Regions from separate parts of the Sus scrofa genome. Here region 2 is linked to region 1. The links are chromatin contacts, called in public promoter capture Hi-C maps. All regions are on one chromosome and are shown on one strand. Each heading gives the region's core, a stretch centred on a gene start, on an enhancer-like site or on the middle of the called end of the contact. The rest is flanking DNA. Distances are from core to core; before and after follow the strand shown. Region 1 holds the start of LGR4 (leucine-rich repeat-containing G-protein coupled receptor 4). Region 2 holds the start of CCDC34 (coiled-coil domain-containing protein 34).

Region 1 (6,869 bases), core at 663-3,162:
TCTGGCGTAGGCCGGGGGCTACAGCTCCAATTAGACCCCTAGCCTGGGAACCTCCATATGCCGCGGAGGTGGCCCAAAGAAATAGCAAAAGGACAATATGTCTAGATACTTACATCGCAACACAACGAGAGGAAAAATTATATATGCGTGTATGTGTAACTTGGTCCCCATGCTGTACAGTGGAAAAAAAAATAAGTTTTAAAAAAAGAAAATTAGCAATTTTCTCCTCACTTCACTTGCTCTTGAGTGTCACTAGAAAATAATGGAAATGATTTAGACAATGGAAGCCAATGGAGTGAAGGCTCCAAGGGCAATATACAAGGAACCAGGAGTCTAGGAGCTGTTCTGTGATGATCTTGGACAGAGCACAGTATCTGCAAGCTTCAGATTTCTTATCTATAAAACCAGAAGGTTGTCCATCTACCTTTAAGTTCTCTTTCAGATCTTCAATTAGAGGAAATAGGTCATTTCTAAAATTTGAAGTCAAGGCATATCTGTATGTATTGACTCTTTTAGCATGCAAATTTATTGTATGCTAGTCATATGCCCAACTGGGCATTATTTTTATTTGTAGTTTTTTATTTTATTTTTTGTCTTTTTAGGGCCACACCCGTGGCATGTGGAAGTTCCCAGGATAGGGATCTAATCAGAGCTGTAGCTTCTGGCCTACACCATAGCAACACGGGATCCAAGCCGCATTGGCGACCTACACCACAGCTCACAGCAACTCCAGATCCTTAACCCACTGAGCAAGGCCAGGGATCCTCATGGATACTAGCTGGGTTTGTTAACCACTGAGCCACGACGGGAACTCTCTGGCATTATTTTTAAAGATAAACTCCCAAATGTAAAGATAATGGAAAACTTTCATTTTAAACTTTTACAGTCTGCATCGACTTGATTCCATTTTCTTTAATGGAGAGAAAGTAATTTTCAAGTAAGTAATTCTTTACCTACATGGCATAGTAATTAACCCACGACAGTGACATTTTTAACCCTGCCTGCCTTAAACCATTCATGGAAAATGACTTCAAAATAAAGTAAAACGACCTAAAGGCATAGTAAAAAGCAAGAAAAGAGGGACCCATAAAGCAATATTTGGTACAAACAATGATAGTAATAATGTAGGATCTATTAAGCCCTAGAAGTCCAAAAGAGGAAGGAATGCTGATAATTGCCTAACACCAAGGTTGCTGCTGGTTTCTCAAGGGTAGTTACCTAGCACTCAAATATTTTGTTGTCTGGAGAAATTGTGCAGTGTTCAGAAACATTACCTTCTTTAACCCTGTGTTCCTGTGTTCTGGGATTTTAAAGTAGACGAGAAAGCAGTCTGAGTTGCGGTCACCAAAACTCTGTACCATGGACAGTTAATTGCTAAGACATAGTCACCGAGTGCACATCAAGATGGTATAAAGATATTGGGTGAAGAGAAAGGCTAGTGAGGTTACACTCTTTTAATTTAGCATATAGCTAAAACCCAAATATTTATGTCAGATTAAGAGAAACCTTCTCCCTCCTCAAAATCTTTTTTCCATTTGCACAGCTCCCAAAGTCCTCGCTGCCGTTTGGAAGAGTGGAGTCATTTGAAATTTAACTGAATGCTGGAGGCAAGCTCTACTTTTCAAGTCATCCAATTTAGGAGATCCGATTTCTGCAGAGGGAAGAAGACGGGGGAGGGAGGGGAGGAAAAACCAGATTCAGTGTCTTTAAATCCTTCTACCTTCAACCCACAACCTGCCACGCAAATTGAGCCAAGTCAGGGATTTTTTGTCTTGAACCACCACCACCACTACCACCTTGTCACTCACGCCCGATAAACACGCCCCTCTGGTCTCACTCTCGGCCAATGGCGGCTCCCCTCCCTGCATAGTAATAAGCTCGAGACCTCCCCCGGCCAATGGCGCTCCGGGAGAGGGGTTAGTTTTGCATGTACCTAAGTGATTTGCATAACCCAGTGGCTGGGGGCTTGGGAACCCGTGCGTGCAACCCTAGAAGGGAAAAAGGACGGGAGGAGATTGTGCCGCGGCCGCGAGAGAGCGAGAAACTGCCCGGGTGTTTGTGCGAGAGCCGGGCGGGGGCTGGGGCGAGGGGCCGGCATGGCTGAAGGCTGCGCTCCGCAACCTTGAAGAGCGGCTGCGGCGTGAGGCCTGGGACCGGGAGGCGGGTGCGATGGCAGAGCGCGGCCCCCGCAGCTGCGCCCGGCCGAGCCGGCTGGCCTGAGCCGCCGGAGGAGCGGGACTGCCTCTGCGCTTCCATGGAGCAGCGGGAAGGGAGAAACTCCGGAGCGCCGCGTCCCTTCGCTGCTGCCGCGGACTGTTGAAGGGGCCGAGCCCGCGCGACTGCGGAGAGCGCAGAGCCCCCGGCCCAGCCCGCAGGCCTGCCGCCCGGGGCGGCGGGGGGCGTCGGAGGGCGTCGGAGACGCGCCGAGCGAGCGGCGCCGCGGGAGAGGCCGACGCGGGAGGCGGCCGCAGCAATGCCGGGCCCGCTGGGGCTGCTCTGCTTCCTCGCCCTAGGGCTGCGCTGCTCGGCCGAGCCCAGCGGCGCGGCGCCCTCTCTCTGCTCGGCGCCCTGCAGCTGCGACGGCGACCGTCGGGTAGATTGCTCCGGGAAGGGGCTGACGGCCGTGCCCGAGGGGCTCAGCGCCTTCACCCAAGCGCTGTGAGTGCGGGCGGCTGGGACGCTGGGGAGGGGGTTCGGGGTGGGGGGGCGCCGGGGGCGGAGCCAGTGGCCGATCTCACCTCACCCTCCGGTGTCCGGAGGAGAGCGGGCGCCGTCACCTCCTTGGCACCCTCTCAGGCACCGCAGACATTCCAAGCTTTGCCAGCCCGGGTCCGAGACCCAAGTAGCTCTTCTCCCCATACTTGTCGAGTACGATCATCCCCACCCCCCGAGTGCATCTGGGGCCAAGGAGGAAGGAGGAATCTGGAAACGCTTGCCCCTGGCAGCCTTTTCACGCGACCTTCTCTTCTCACCGGGCCTCTCTGCTCAGCTGGCAAGAGCTTTGCAGGCGGCGGGGGTGAGGACGCCTAGAACTTGGCCCGAGTCTGAGACCGAGGCACGTTTCGTGGGAAGCACCTGGAGCCTCCTGGGTTCCAGCATGTGGGGAAAAGAAACACCTGTATGGTGGTCAGGGCGAATCACCTTGCCATTTGGTCCTGTCCAAGGAGAGCCACCTGCCTGGCACCTCTGTCCAGTTTCACTCTGGACTCACCAGCAAAGCTCAGGGTTCTGGAGCGCGCAGGAGAGCCGGGTGAAAACAAGGGAGACGGAGGGGAAATTGCAGGTTTCTCTGGGTGAAATACTCTTATCCAACAAGGCCTTTTAAAGAAGGAAGGCTGACCTGAAGTACAGGATGTTGGAAGAAAATGAAAGTCCCGGAGCATAAACTCTGCCCACCTCAAAAGGTAGACAGCAGTTTCCTGCAGTTCCTTAACTATAGGAACTTTTCTTTTGAGCTGCCTGAGGTTGGGAACGTCACTTAAATGGTCCTGACTTCCAAAACCCCTCTCCGCAAACAGCGACAGAGAGCTTTAGATACTTGCTTCAGAAAAAAGAATCTGAAATAGGTGTAGGACGTGGTGTTGGCACATGGCACCAACAGAGAAAGAATAATTAAGTCCAGGGTCTGGTGTATGCCCCTGTTCTCCCTTGTGTTGTGTGGCCAGATTAAATCAAGGGCATTGAAAGAAGTGTTTGAGAGAGGAAGGGATTCAGAGAGGCCTTGGGGTGAAGAGAATTTCCTTTTCCCTGGTAGCATCTGAGAGGTACCTTTTAGAATTAGGCAGTTGTAAAGAAGTAACAGACCCTGTGAAGAAATCCTTTTGGTGCAGGCCACAGCAGTTGCTGTTTCCAGGTGGGTGGTGGGCAGTTTTCTGCTTGTCCTCTGCCAATGGGGTTTTTGTTGTTGTCATTTTTTCAAATGTTGTGGCCAGTTGCTGTGGAACCTGTCTTTGGCCACCAGCACCCCCCACCCCCTCTTCCCCCCCCCTTGCCTCAGGTGTTAGTTATGTATTTGAAGTCATTTTCCTTCAGTATGGTGATATTTAACATTTCCACTGGAAAAACGTTAACTTTTCAGTGAATTTGCCCACAAAGGTATATTACATGGGAAATTTGCGTGGGAGTGGGGTGAAGTGAGGGAAAGAAGACTGGGTAGAGGGGATGGGACTTTTTTTTTTCCTCCAAGACCTCTTCAAACTTTTAGGGAATCCATGCAGGAGAGGTGCATTTCCCTGAAACCTCTTTCAAGCCTCTAAGAGAAAAGTGTAATTTTACTGTTTTGACCAGTTGTAAAGACCTTGTTTAGCAGATTCCTTGAATTTTAATGACTAGACTTGCCCTATAAGGAAAAGGGCTGTTTTACATTAGTACCTAAAAACCACTAAGAAATATCACATTTTTATGAGAGCACACCCTTTGCTATAGAGCATCAGACATCTTTCTTTAGAATTCATGAAAGGTAGTGAAATGCCGTGTTCTCAACGTTGAGCCTTACAAAAGCAACTGTTCATGGCCTGGGAAACAGAAAAGTAATTGGCACCAATCCAGATCAGATTGCCTAAACTGGCATCATCATAGCACTTTGGGCCGTGATGGTGGGCAAATGTGTTATATTCTCTTCTTCCCTTTGTGACCTATAGAGGAATTGTTCATCCTGATAACTCCTTATTTCATCTGAATCTTCTTCATTTCACCCTTGAAAGTATGTTATGTGACAGGCCCCTGTAAATGGCATTTCAAGGGCAGTGTATTTGCACTTTGGGAAACCACTGATCTCAAAAGTCTTATCTTATAGGACACCTGGGGATCACCCAAGATCTCTTTCCAAGTGCTTCTGACTTGGTGTCCCATCACAGCTTTAGTGAGCCATGGTTACACACCAAGGGACTAGATCCTTACCTGCCAAACTTTGATCCACCTAGTCCTAACTTCTAGAGCATGTACACCAAGGTCTGTTTAATTATACAGAAAACGACAGTCACAAAAATAGAAGTCAGAAAGATGAGACTGTATTTATTAATCAAAGTTCTTGTATTTTCGTGTCATTCCTCAGTGGTGTCCTACCTTCACCTCACCCAGGGGTGTATGCATCCCACGTTGGAGACTTGACAGAGCAGGGATTTTATTTGACTCAATCTGGAGTCCGCAGAACCCGATGCATAGGAAGCACTTTAAAATGTTGCAGTGAATAAATAAGGACTTCAGGCCACACCGAGGGGCAGAATCAGGGCTTGGAATTCAGACCTCATTCCCACGCAGGATTGCCAAACTCAGCATTCTCAGCATTTAGCCTTTTGTCCAGATCTGAGAAGGCCCCAGAGAGAGGATACCTGCTTCTTCTCCTTTAGGCTCGTTGGAACTTGTTCAGTCTAACAGTGTCTATTTCCTGCTGAAAGCTGCTTTATCCGAGTCTGGGGGCAGAGTCAGATGTAATCCTCAGTATTGTTGCTGGGATTCCTGTATTCACACCATTTGCTGCACCTGTAGTGATTATTTATATTTTGCAACAGTAGTTCCTGCTCCTGTGTCCCAATGCACTGGCTTATCACAATTCACCCTGAGGTGTTTTAAAGGAAGTGCTCTGACTAGTATTAAAATTCCAAAGTGTATTTTTAATCAAAAGGATTAAAAGTTATTCTTCTCTTAGAGCTAATGAGGCCCTTTTTAATCACCTGTGATATAAGCTTCTTGATTGGGAGAGAAAGATGAAGTCATAATGGTGGTGGGGAGAAGACTGAATGTGTGTCCTCCAGTTTGTGTGTTACTGCCACAAAATTTAAGACCTGTAGACTGGGAGCATAAATTTCCACATCCTAGCTTGTGTATGGTGCTTAGTTGTTTTGTTTTGGTTTTTTTTGGTCGCCCTCGTGGCCTATGGAAGTTCCCAGGCCAGGGATTAAATCCCAGCCTCAGCTGCAACCTACACCACAGCTGTGGCAATGCTGGATCCTTAACCCACTGCACTGGGCTGGAGATTGAACCTGAGGTGTTGCAGAGATAGTGCTGGATCCTTAACCTGCTGCACCACAAGGGAAGCTCCGATAGTGCATAGTTTTAGGGTAGGCTCTTTCTGTGGCTTTGTGGAGAGGGTGGTGGATCTGAGCCCTTGATCGTAGTCCTAACCATGACACTAAGTAATTACGTGGCCTTGGGTGAGTCATTGTACCTTTTTTTTTTTTTTTTTTTTTTGCTCGACAGTTTCTTCATTTGAAAAATATGAAGTCCTTGGATTTTCTAGATTATATTTAAGGCTGCTTGCAGCTTCCAGACATTCTATGATTTTATAATTCTTACACAGTTTTAGTATGGCAAGGTGACCCTATATAGTATAGTGTTCAGCCACTCTCATGAGAAGATCCCAAAAGGAGCTGAATATCCTTCTAGCTGAAGTTGCACAAGCCTATTTATTGCCACTCACTTGGAGGAGGAGTTCTTTGTGTTTTCGAAGTGTGTGTTAGGAAATTTGCCATGGAGACTTGTTACAGAATGCATGACTAGCTAAAGCGCTTTGCTGGGGTAGAATAGGCCGGCTTGTTTCCTGTTGGTATGGCTTCACACTTGGAAAAGAAAATCACTCTGTTTCAGTAATTTGGATACTGTACAAAAAGTTACTCAACGCCCTCACTTCCATATAATTAGTCATAATCTCTGCAGCCTTCACAGTAAGCGTATCCTGTCCACGGGCAGGTTATCAAGCTTTACATATAGAATTGATGGTTACCTGAGGGGCTTTGAAGCATTTTTAAAAATAATCGGTTGCTTTTCCTTCTTTGAGAAGCATCATCTCAGACTCTTCCCTAAGGTGTACTTTTTTTTTCCTCGAGACCCCAAGCACCTTTCTTTTATTAGTATTATTTGAAAGTATTTTC
Region 2 (6,808 bases), core at 4,042-6,541, 110 kb after region 1:
ATAAAGACAGAATCTTTGTATATCAAAATCATGTAGTTTGTATAAAATGTGGGAGGGATTTATTTACAGTGTGTTGTAATTTTGTAAGGCCAACTATTCACAAGTTTTTTAAATTGCTATCCTGTTTGTATATTACACATCTGATAAATATTAAATCATAACTTGGTAAAAAAAAAAATCTAGCTAAAAGTTTTTTTTCCTAAAAGTCATGTTACTGAGTACTTTCACTGCATTCATTTAGAACAGAAGATATCTAAAATAATGTGGTAAACTACTCTACATATAGTAGGAAATACAATATTGTATGCAGTGTCTTGAATTATTAAAGTTTCTGGAAAGTGATCTATTTTGTCTTAATTTATAATTAGCTATAGGAATGAATTTGCTTATTGTTTAAGTAAATTAAAGTAAAATATTTTTAGGAGTATTAGAAGAAATGCTGGGAGAACACTTTACTGGAATTTGGAAGTGAGGTTTCATCCTAAGTTTGAATCATACTCCTGGAAAACAAATTGTGAAATACAAGATATTAATTATCTTTAATTATTAAGTTAATTAGATATTATTTAAAAGCAAATAATTGGAGTTCTCCTGTGGCACAGTGGGTTAAGGATCCAGCGTTGTCACTACAGTGGCTTGGGTTAACGCTGTGCCTGGGTTCAGTCCCTGGTCTGGGAAATTCTACATGCAGTGGGTATGGCAAAAAACAAAAACAAAATGATTAAAAAACCTGTATCAGAGTTCCTATTGTGGCTCAGTAGGTTAAGAACTCGACATAGAATCTATGAGGATTTGGGTTCAATCCCTGGCCTCCATCAGTGAGTTAAGGATCTGGTGTTGCCATAAGCTGTGGCATAGGTCTCAGATGAGGTTTAGATCTGGCATTGCCATGGCTGTGGTGTAGGCCAGCAGCTGCAGCTCTAATTTGACCCCTAGCCTTGGGAACTTCCTTATGCCACAGGAATGGCCCTAAAAAGAAAAAGAAAAAAAAAAAAAGCCTGATTCCAAATGCAGTCAATTGCCCAAATGCAATAGTCTGCCCTCTGTTCCCTTATCCGTGGTTTCACTCTCCATGGTTTTACTTGTCCATGGTCAACTTCAGTCTGAAAATATTAAATGGAAAATTCCAGAAACAATTCATAAGTTTTTATTTTATTTTATTTTTTGTCTTATTAGGGCCATACCCGAAGCATATGGAGGTTCCCAGGCTAGGGGTTGAATTGGAGCTGTAGCCGCCAGCATATATCACAGCCGCAGCAATGCCAGATCCAAGCCATGTCTGCAACCTTACACCACAGCTCACGGCAAAGCCAGATCCTTAACCCACTGAGCAAGCCAAGGATTGAACCTGTGTCCTCATGGATACTAGTCAGATTCATTTCTCCTGAGCCAAGACAAGCACTCCCAACAATTCATAAGTTTTAAATTGCCCACCCTAAGTAGCATGATGAAATCTTGTGCAATTCTTGCATTACGTTCCATAACAAATCATGCCTTTTTCCAGCGTATCCTGCCAGTTAATCACTTATTAGCCACCTCTGACTCTATATCTCAGCGCTTGTGTTCAAGTAACCCTTATTTTAATTAATAATAGCCCCAAAGCATGAGAATAGTGATGCTGGCAATTCAGATATTCTCTTATTCTGCCTAATTTATAAATTCAACTGTATAGAAAAAAAAACATAATGTACATAGGGTTCAGTACTATCTGCAGTTTCAGACATCCACTGGGGTTCTTGGAACACGTCCCCTGTGGATAAGGATGGAATACTGTGCTTAGAAGTAACTCAATAGTCACAATCATCAAGACCTCATTTTACAGATGGGAAATTAGAGGACTTAGTGAAATTTATGTGAATACCTGACACACATAGCAGATTAGAACCCAAACCAGCATCCAGTTCCTTTTCCTTTTCCTTTTTTTTTTTTTTTTTGATTTTTAGGGCCGCACCTATGGCCTATGGAAGTTCCCAGGCTAGAGGTCTAATTGGAGCTGCAGCTAGTAGTCACAGCAACTCGGGATCTGAACAAGTCTGTGACCTACACTACAGCCAGCCAGGGATCAAACTCACACCCTCATGGATACTAGTTGAGTTCATAGCCCACTGAGCCACAATGGGAACTCCACGTTCCTCTTAATTTAAGACACTTTTTATGTTTGTTTTAAACTTTGGTATATGTTTGGAATTCCCATAACCAAAGTAGAATAGTCACATTAGCCCTCCTCTCATTCCACAGCCCTCACTGCCCACACCTGTCATCCAACCTTGGCAGTTGTAAATCTTGCTTCATCTTCATCACATTCACTCACCCTTCTTAAGTCCCTCTACCCTTTGGATTATTATTATTATTTTTAGAATGGTTTTAGGTTTATAGAAGAAATTGAGAAGAAAGTAGAGAGTTCCCATATACCTCACACTCAGTTTTCCCTGTTTTTAACATTTTACATTAGCAAGGCACATTTGTTGCAATTAATGAACCAATATTTATACATTACTAATGACTAGAATCCATACTTGATTCAGATTTCCTTTTTCTGTTGCAGGATCCCATCGAGGATCTCACATTACATTTAGTCATCGTGTCTCCTTAGTCTCCTCTTGGTTGTGAGTTTTTCAGTCTTCCCTTGTTGTTGTTGTTGGGGCTTTTGTTTTGTTTTTTGTCTTTTTAGGGCCACACTCTCTGTATATGGAGGTTCCCAGGCTGGGGGTCGAAATGGAGTTTTAGCCACTGGCCTACACTACAGCCACAGCAACGCAGGATCCGAGCCATGTCTGCGACCTACACCACAGCTCATGGCAACACCGGATCCTTAACCCACTGAACGAGTCTAGGGATCAAAGCTGCTACCTCATGGATACTAGTCAGATTCGTTTCTGCTGAACAACAATGGGAACTCCCTTTTGGATTATTTTGATGTAAATCTAAGACATACTGTCTCATCTGAAAATATTTCAATATGTCCAGGGATACAGTATTCTAAGTTGTGTAATATATTGCCATAGGGCTCCCTGGTAATTTTTTTTTTAAATTTTATTACTTGGTAATGTTTGTTTTTGGTTTTTTGGGTTTTTTTGTTTTGTTTTGTTTTGTTTTGTTTCTTCTGCTTTTTATGGCCACATGGAATATGGAAGTTCTTGGGCTAGGGGTCAAATTGGAGCTTCAGCTGAGGCATAAGCCACAGCCACAGCAACACTGGATTCAAGCTGTATCTGTGACCGATGCCGCACCTTGCAGCAATGCTGGATCCTTAACTCACTTAGCAAAGCTAGGGATGGAATCCGCATCCTCACAGAGACTATGTCCAGCCACAGTGGGAACTCAGCAGGGTTATTTTTGTAACAGATTTTCAAGCCAAGATTACTCTTCCCTTATAGGAAGTTACGAAGCCAGCAAAAAATAGAGATTATCTCAAATATACCAGGAACGTGAAAATGAGAAGGTACTAATACTCTGAATCCTAAGGGGAGAGGCCCTCTTTGAGCTTATTTATACATTTTATATAATTCTACCAAAACTGATTATGGTTTCTGAGCTCCAGTAATGAAAATGTGCTGTAAGAAAGGAGACCACAGGACTTGATTATGTTCAAGCACCAATACCAGCAGCTCTTAGCCTCATGGCTCCAGGGTTGCTGCAGCATAATGCAATGGTTGGTCATGATTATGATTCCGAGGCATCAAGGAAAGGGCATAATTTGTTTAAAACATTTTAGATTCCCATACCAAGAAGTTACAGTGGAACAGTTTTGGAGTCTAAATGACACTTTACCATTATCTCTCTTCTGGTCCTATGCTAGAAGCTTTGAGAATCAATGAGATAATATGACGAGGAGTTAGATTATGTCCCTGTTTTACAGAAGAGTAAATCTGTAAAAGATTTTTACATGAGAGGCAAAACAACTTTGTTTAAGGAAACTTAGCAAATAAGAGGAAAACAACTGATTCAAATCCAGTCCCTTTCCTATCAAAATATGTTTTTTTCCTATTATGCTTCAGTAATGGCTGGTGAAGTCTGTTGGGAATAGCTTCTCAAGTTTACTCCTTTGTGAAGCGCTGAAGTGGCCCAGGGCCTTCTGTTGCTGTTAATGACTCTAGAGATGCTCTCTTAAAAGGTTTTAACCAGATACACGCCAATACTGAATAACTGGAATAGAGTATGAAAATTCAAGCCATCTTTATTCCTCTCTTACTCGAATTGCTTCGGTTTTCTTCCATTTTTAATGCTTTTACTGAAAATTTTAACAAAATTTACATTCCGTTTAAATAGTTTTAACCACATCATATTTTATTAATTATAGCTTCTGCCTTCTGAATTACCCTTGGTTATTGTTATTTGCTGTATATAATTCTCTGGTGTCAAAATTTGCAGATCTAAATTTCGTCAAAGATTTTGTATCACTTTTTGGTCAGTAACAAATTCTGTGTGCTGCTTTAGCTACTCTTTGTTTTCATTTTGTGATATTTCTACTAACAATGAGCATTATGAGCTGAACAAAGCCCATTTACTTACACGTGTACACAGTTTTGTCAGCATTAATAAAGCAACTTTAGTGTCTATCACCTCTCCCTGACTGCCTTCATCCCCATCCCTAGTTCCTAAGAGGAGAGTGCTCCTTCCAAGGTCCCACAAAGTTTTTTTCATTCCTCATCAAATGCCTATCACAGAATATTTTAATGGTATGGCTCTTCACCACCAAAGAATGTAATCGCAAGGCTTTTACCTTATATATCATCAGTCCTTAGCACAGATCCTAGTACACAAGAGATGTCAGAGAAGCCCCAATATTCACATGCATAAACAAACGAGGATTCCTCTAAGATGCGAGGCAGACGAGGTGCTACCAAAAACAATGAAAGATTTTACCAAAAGTACATTATTGGATACACCTGTAAATTTGGATATGGCTCGCCCCCAGCCCTTAAAATACACCCACTTGTGGCCATTTGCTGAGAGAAATCACATCTGATCCTTGTAGCCCTGACCCTGTAATGTAGGGGTAGTTTTGGCTTTTGGCTTCTGCCTAGTTCCTCCTAAAAGTATGTGCCTTATTCAGTGACGGCACAGTTCCTGTACCAAAGGAACTACTACACCACCATAGCAAACAAGGCACGGGCCCTCCAAGCTGTCAGCCACGAGCAGGACCTAGTCGGGGAGTTGAGCTCGGGGTTAAATTACAAGCAGCAGTGCACGTCCAAGCCAGGGAGGAGGCGGGGACTTGGCGCACGAAGCCACGCTCTGCAGGCCCGGACAAAGCATAGGCGGCCTCCACGCGTCGCCCTGGCAACGTAGGGACAGCGCCGGCCCGGATTGGCCGCGCCGGCACGCGCAGGGCCTGATGGGAGAGCACGTCTAGACCTCCGCTCCGCCGGTTTGAACTTGGCGGGCCGGATGAGGGCCGCCGGGCGGTGGAGGGCTACCTCGCCCCTTCCGGACACCCGGCTTTTGGCCGCCTGCAGGTCCAGGTCTCGGCTCTCCTCCGGCTCCTTCTCCGCCCTCATGGAGGGCGCCCGGGGACAGGGGCTGGAGGCGGTGGAGGTGTGTTCGCTGTCGCCGCCGCTGAGCTGCAGCAATTCCACCTTGTCGCTGTTGTCTCCCCTCGGCTACCAGAGCTTCTCGTTGGACGACGACGATGGTGACGGGGAGGAGGAGGAGGAAGATGTGGACGAAGATGCTCATGACTCAGAGGACCAGGTGGAGAGCCTGAGAGGAATGGAGTTACAGGGGTGCGCCAGGTAAACCAAGGCCGCCGGCCAATACAGCCCCTCTCAAGATTCTTTGGACCCTGCTAAGTACCTTCCTCTGTTGGCCTAACACCCACCTGTCTTCCCTCTCAAAGGCTGCACGGGCCTCTGCATCCACAGGTGCTGCTTGTTTGGCACCTAGAGCCCTGGGCTGATTCTTACACATGACCACAATTTTCCCATCGTTTTTAATCCTTTTTCCTGAAAATTCGATGACTGCTACAGTCTCACTCCTAAGGGAAACACACATCGTCTTAAAAACACAAAATCTTGCTACAATTTCATGAGTTTTATGAATACCTAAAAAGTCAGATTATGGACACTAGGACTCTTGTCCAAACCCTTAACACCAAAATGTGGATTACTGCATGTTAGTAATATTTGTAGCTATTCTGAAAAAATGCAATTGTCAGTGAAGCAGGTTATGGTAAGCAGTATTCATTTTATGTCATAAATAAGGAGCTGAAGCACAGAAGTTAGCAGTGTCAACCCCAGCAACTACAGACAATGCTGGGTCTGCTCTGAGCACTTAACAGTAGAAGTCATGGAATCAAAGAATGTTACAATCAAAGAGGTTATTAAAGCCATCTTAATTTGTTTATTTCTACAGTTGTTCATTTGGCGGTTTGTACCCTATACTAGTCTAGATACTGAGGCCCATAAACAAAATAGGCATGGTCTCTACTCATGGAATTAAAGTCTAGATTAAGCCGCTCATTTCACAGATTGGATCAAACCATGGCTCAGAATACAAATAGTCTAATTCAAAGGCATACACCTAGTTATTAGCAGAGCTGAGCCTAATACCAAGGTATGCTGATCATATTTTCTCTTCTCTATGCTACATGCCTATTGTTGGGTATATAGAAATAGGAGCAAAGGGCCTGTCTCTGCAGGTATATCTTTTTTTTCTTCTTTTTAGGGCCACACCTGTGGCATATGGAAGTTCCCAGGCTAGGGGTCGAATTGAAGCTGTAGATGCCAGCCTACGCCACAGCCACAGCAGCGGAGGATCTGAGCTGCATCTGTGACCTACGCTGCAGCTTGTGGCAACACTGAGTCCT

What was found. Promoter capture Hi-C pulls out the DNA fragments that hold promoters and counts their contacts.
Region 2: a contact with region 1 is called in a promoter capture Hi-C map of liver, with 3 times the contacts expected there. The contact joins the promoter of CCDC34 here to the promoter of LGR4 in region 1. A contact is called at or near these places in 2 of 5 promoter capture datasets (fetal liver and liver), 13 of 47 Hi-C or Micro-C datasets (embryonic fibroblasts, epiblast stem cells, fetal heart ventricle and 6 more) and 2 of 2 datasets of contacts at active chromatin or transcription factors (alveolar macrophages and skeletal muscle).

What each region holds. Positions count from the first base shown.
Region 1 is chr2:32,869,925-32,876,793 of Sscrofa11.1, forward strand. LGR4 (leucine-rich repeat-containing G-protein coupled receptor 4) reads left to right here and starts at 1,913. Exons shown (of 18, transcript XM_021083233.1): 1 at 1,913-2,658. The coding sequence starts at 2,474. It overlaps LOC110259286 (a long non-coding RNA gene), which reads right to left and starts at 2,877. Exons shown (of 3, transcript XR_002341534.1): 1 at 2,739-2,877; 2 at 1,275-1,651.
Region 2 is chr2:32,978,809-32,985,616 of Sscrofa11.1, forward strand. CCDC34 (coiled-coil domain-containing protein 34) reads left to right here and starts at 5,292. Exons shown (of 6, transcript XM_003122907.4): 1 at 5,292-5,735. The coding sequence starts at 5,392. It overlaps LGR4 (leucine-rich repeat-containing G-protein coupled receptor 4), which reads left to right. Exons shown (of 18, transcript XM_021083233.1): 18 at 1-342.